2 separate regions of the Sus scrofa genome follow, and region 2 is linked to region 1. A link is a contact called in public promoter capture Hi-C data. All regions are on one chromosome and are shown on one strand. The core of a region is the stretch at or near the end of the contact, and the rest is flanking DNA. Distances in the headings are between cores, read along the strand shown. Region 1 holds the start of UBAP1 (ubiquitin associated protein 1). Region 2 holds the start of UBAP2 (ubiquitin-associated protein 2).

Evidence for each region. Promoter capture Hi-C pulls out the DNA fragments that hold promoters and counts their contacts.
Region 2: a promoter capture Hi-C map of liver shows a contact between it and region 1, with 4 times the contacts expected there. The contact joins the promoter of UBAP2 here to the promoter of UBAP1 in region 1. A contact is called at or near these places in 1 of 5 promoter capture datasets (liver), 1 of 47 Hi-C or Micro-C datasets (liver) and 1 of 2 datasets of contacts at active chromatin or transcription factors (alveolar macrophages).

The regions. Positions count from the first base shown.
Region 1 is chr10:32,624,665-32,627,364 of Sscrofa11.1, forward strand. UBAP1 (ubiquitin associated protein 1) reads right to left here and starts at 1,370. Exons shown (of 8, transcript NM_001267841.1): 1 at 1,178-1,370.
Region 2 is chr10:32,754,429-32,757,128 of Sscrofa11.1, forward strand. UBAP2 (ubiquitin-associated protein 2) reads left to right here and starts at 1,279. Exons shown (of 28, transcript XM_021064693.1): 1 at 1,279-1,694.

The DNA.
Region 1 (2,700 bases), core at 120-2,619:
ATGTCTTATTAATGCAATACACAATAGGCATTGAATAAGTGTTGAATAAATAACAGAAAGAATGAACAGGATGGATTAGGAAAATTTAACTTAAAAAATTCCACTTTAAAAAGTAGGCTAATACAATGTAATTTTTCTAGACTTTAGATAGTTAACATTTTTTCACAAAATAATAGAAACTTTCAGTTTAACTAGGTTGGGACATTAACTAGAAAGAGCTGGCTATCACTAAAAACTAAGTGCCCTGTTTTTCACATCATCAAATGTAACAAAATTCTAAAGAGAAACATCCATCATATCTATCGAAATTCTCAAATTCTAATAATCAGAACTGAGGAAAAAAGAGAAAGCACTAGTAAATCGAGTTAGAATATATTTAATAGGTCACTAAATTACCAAACCTGGTTTTACAACACTCGTGGTGTCTAAAAACTCTCAAAATTTCATTTCAGCTTAATATAAAATGTATTATGCCCAGTCATACATTTAAGAAGCTCGTCTGGAAACAAGAACATGTGGCTATAACACAAAGGTCAGAGATCACTGATAGAGAACAAATAAATGAACTATAACTTGATGTTCCCCACGAAAGATTTGGGGCTGTTTGTGAACCCCAGGTATAGATAAGTCTCCACCCAAGAAACAAACAAAAGAAGCAAGGTTAACATACCCGGAGAAGACCAGACAATGTCAAAGATACCCCCAAAGATCATGCACTCCGGGTCTGGTCTCTCTTTCTCCCAAATCTCACCGCCTCGAGGAGAACTAAATCTGCATTTCACGTCCCCAGTTTACTCTCAACTTCCTATCACTCACCTTTACTAACACCTGGGTCCCTCGCATCAACATCCTCTAATTCCCACGGAGCGCTCTCACTCTACCGCGACTATTTTCCAGGAGGGTATTAGTCCCCTTAATCCGAATTCATTTATTTTCCCGCAACCCATCTGCCCTCCGCCCTTTCAACTCTGGTCCCCTCACTTCGACCCTTCTCCCAGAATCCTCCCCAAGTCACCCATCTCCGTCCCCTTCGCCCTCACACCCCCCTGGGCTGCAGCTCCTTTCATTCCTCTCAGCCTCCGGCTTCTTCCCTGTCCCTCCCCCATCCGTCTCCCAGTACCGGCTTCCTCCCCCAACTCCGCCCCTCTCCCCCTCCCCCAGCGGGAGGCCCCCTCACCTGAACGCCGCCGCCTCTGCCGTCCCAGAAGCCGAAAGGTGCTGCCGCCGACCGGCCTCCCAGGCTCGGTCCCCGCTGAGCTCCTGACGGCTCCTAGGGAGAGCGAACGCCACCACCTCCAACTCTGGCCGCCCCAGGCCAGGCCGTCACCGTAGCCTCCGCCAGTACCACAGCCGCCATGTTGAAGTCCCGCTTCCCTCCTCCTTCCTCTCACGGCTCCGCCCCTTTCGGCGTCTGATGTCATGGCGCCGCGCTCCACCCCTCGAGCCAATGGGAGGAGTCGTCGGTAAAGTGACTAATCTCTCCTAGGGCTGAACAACTCCTGTCTGGAGCGTTTCGAAGGAATGAGTGAACCCTGCTGACCAGAAAGGAGGGAGGAAAGGGGATGGGTCTCTGAGAGGGTAACGCGTCAGGGTTAAAGAAGTTGCCCAGGCGGGAAGCCGCGACCCATCAATCTCCAAGGGACGCACAAAGGTTTACCAAGGAGATGTATTTGGGAATAAGGATGTCTGGCATCTGGCCCCGGGTCATTGACTTGGTGCAAAGTACTATGATACTTTCTGGGCCTCACTTTTCCTGTTTACAACCGAATGAGTTGAAAGGTGACCTCTAAATCTCCCTCCAGTTCTGACTTTCAAAGGAATTTAAACCAGGTAATCCAATCCCAAATGTTTACTTCCTTCTGCGCTTATTGGAGTTCTGGAATCAAGTGCATGGAGGTTCATAACTGAGTAAGATAAATCTTTGTTCCCAAAAGTTCCTAATTGGTGGAAGATAAAGAAGCATAAACAGTTAACTCTAGAAAAAGTCAGAGTATAATGGATTCAATTGCTCTGGAAAATCGACTTTTGGGAGTTCCCTGGTTCCCTAGTGGTTAAGATCCAAGCCTTGTCCCTGCTGTGGTTCAGGTCACCCCTGTGACAGAGTTAGATCCCTGGCGACAGAACTTCTGAATGCCATAGACCCAGCCTCCACCACAAAAAAAATTTACTTTTTAGTAAAGGATTAAGAAAGATTTACATCTCTACAGTTTTTTGTTGTCTTTTTGCCATTTCTTGGGCTGCTCCCTCGGCATATGGAGGTTCCCAGGCTAGGGGTCCAATTGGAGCTGTAGCCGCCAGCCCACGCCAGAGCCATAGCAACTCGGATCCGAGCCGCGTCTGCAACCTACACCACAGCTCATGGCAACGCCAGATCCTTAACCCACTGAGCAAGGCCGGGGATCAAACCTGCAACCTCATGGTTCCTAGTCGGATTCGTTAACCACTGAGCCACGACGGGAACTCCTCTACAGTTTTTTAGTGAAGTAGTAAAGTATGTGTACAGTCTCATATCCAATTCTTCAGCCCTGTTTTCTCTCCAGAACTCCAGAGAAGATAATTGTAACTTGAAAAGTGCAGTAGTTTGTTGTTGTTTTTTTTTTTTAATGGCCGCACCTGCAGCATAGGTACGTTCCCCAGGCCAGGGATTGAATCCCAGCCACACCTGTAACCTCTGCCACAGCTGAGGCAACTCAGGATCCT
Region 2 (2,700 bases), core at 29-2,528, 130 kb after region 1:
ACGCTAGCTCACTGTAAAAAGAGAGATAAGATACATCTACACATGAATGGTCATGATAATAAGTTCTATTTGTTAAAGGCACAGCCTGAGCATTCTTGATCAATTCAGATGAAAAACAAAGTTTTCCCTTGAACTGAGCAGGCTATTAAGGATTCAAGTGTTTTGCATCAAGTACTTTAACCTACAAGTCTATTAGTACCTGGCAAGTTAGTAACTCGTAGAGTGCCCCATACAAAGATCAGTATGTGCTAATTCCCTTTTCATCTTGGACCTATGGTGCCCAAGGATACATGCAGGGTGTGAAAATAATCGCTAATATTTATTGAGGGTTTATTCTGTGCCAATCTGGTATTTTACATAATCTTATTTCACAACCTGGTGAAGCGGTGTTATCACAAAGGAAAGCTCAAATCGAGGTAAGGCCTGCTGGATTCCAAAGTCCTTAGATACTGCCTTTGAGGGTCAACCGTCCAGTAATTGAGAACATACTCTAAAATACTCTGCTACAATTATAAACCATTAGCTCCTTCTTTATGCTTAACAGGTGAGGTCATTTTGAGAGGCAGGTTATTCATTATTAGGAGACAGATAATCTGGTTTGGGTCTCCTCAGCCAGTTAACAACTGAACCTCCCTGATCCTTTCTCTTTGCTTAAAACCGGGACAATCCCAGCCTCAAAGGGTTGACTTTACGACTTAATAAAACTGGTTGTATAAACGGCTGACGAGTAGGCTTTCTAGAAATGTTAGTCTTTTCACGCATAAGGGGCTTGGGACTGCATAATTTGAGCCCACGTTTCGTAGGACGTAAGCCTCGGGGCCTTCCCACTCCGGTGGAGGTTCCCTGGGAAGCCAGCTGGGTGCAACGGATATCTCCGCGAGCCGTTGGTGTTTTCCCGCGCAGGGGGGCGGGGCAGAGCGCCGGCTCGGGAAGGTGGTAGCCGAACCCCACCTCCCACGGCGACTACATCTCCCAGCAGGAATCATGCTCAGCTGCCTAGCAGGGGCCGCTCACTAGCATTAGTCTCAGATGCCTGCCCTGTCCGCTTTCCGTCTCGGCCTTCCCTCGGTCCGAAGTCACAGCCGCACCATCCATGAAGCCACGAGGGAAAGGATGTGGTGGTAGATGGCTTTGCTGTGCAGCAAGTTGAGAATCGTAGTGCCCTGGCGCAACGCTTGGCAGGCTAGGGTCTTCTTGAGTGGTTGGACCACTTCACGTGATGAGAGGAAGGCGGCCGCAAGGCAGCGACCTGTGGTGCCTTGTGAGGTCATCACAGCGCGACAACGAGCTGCACTTGTGGGCTTCCTGGAGGCGGGAGCTAGCACGTCCCTAACAACTCCGAGTACGAGAAACTGCGTAAACTCGCCCTTGTTGGCTCCATCTGCGTGCCTCCCCCTGCCTCAACCATGCTGGCCCAGTCTGGAGGGCATGACGGGGGGTTGGTTAGTGAGAGCGACGCGCTCTGTGGGCGGGTTGATGACGAGCCGCGGGCGAGCGACTTGTAGTGGCTCCTCCTTCGCCCATGACGTAGAGGTCACGTGACGGGCCGAGCAGCCTCTGCCGCCGCCGCCGCTTTGTAAGAGGCACATTGGCAGGTAACGAGCGGCGGCGGCGGCGGCGGCAGCGGCAGCGGCAAGCGGCAGCGGCAGCGGCAGCAGCAGCAGCGGGTCCCGAGTCCAGCGAGAGCAGCAGCGGTAATTGGCACCTTCTCTCACCTTCCCCGGTCCAGGTCCCTGAGCTCTGCAGCTTGCGCCCGGTAGTCCTGGCTTCTGTTCTTCTTTTCTCCAACCTTCTTCATAGTGCCCCAGCGCCCACCCGTGAAAGCGGGCCGAGCTTCCCTCGCTGGTTTCACGCGTCCTCAGTTTGCCCAGGCCTGGTGCAGTCCTTCCTCTCTCCCGCGGGTTGTCCGGGGCTCCTTCCTGCCTACCCCAACGCTTGTCGTCCCGGCCCCACCCAGCCCCAGGGGGCGCCTTCCCCTCCCCCCGGTCGGGTTTCTGCCCTGGAGGGTGTGGTTTTCTCTCCCACCGTTGTCCCTCCCTTGCCTGTCCGCTGGAGCTCCCGCGCCACGCTGTCGCCGACCGACCACTTTTCCGTTTTCATGCCTGTCGCTAGACCTGGGACTAGATATTTCAGAGCCTTACTTCTGCGCTCTCTCGCCTTTCCCGGCTACCCAGAGGCTAGTGCAGTTCCACTTCTCCTCTTCATTCGGGAAGGTTTTGGTGTCAGACACTTAGGACTCAGTTTTCCTCCACGTTCCCAGTTCCTGTAGTCTGGCCGTGTCACAGTTGTTCTTTAGTGTAGGTTTGCAAGAGCTTTGTAAACTAAAGCACTCTTAGAATACTATTCAAAATGTTACTCTTCCATTGGTGCATTGCATCTCAGTTTTCTTTGCCGCTGAATCACTTTTCACTTGGCTTTCCACTTTTCCCCCAGGGTTTTCAGTCTAATTAGTTGTCCTCGCACCTCACGTGCCACCACTGTTCTCACCACTCTGGTCTCATCCTTGTTCTCTCTGGGAGTTGATTGCGTGATTCCATCATCATTCCTGTTATTTCCTGTTTGACATAATCCGGTAGTTTACTTCCACCTCTGTTGGATATTGTTTCTACTTGTATCCAAGATGTCTCTACTAGTATTTAGGCTTACTTTCTTCAGCTCTTGTGCGTCTGAATAATTGAGAGTTTTGAAGGTCTCCATAAG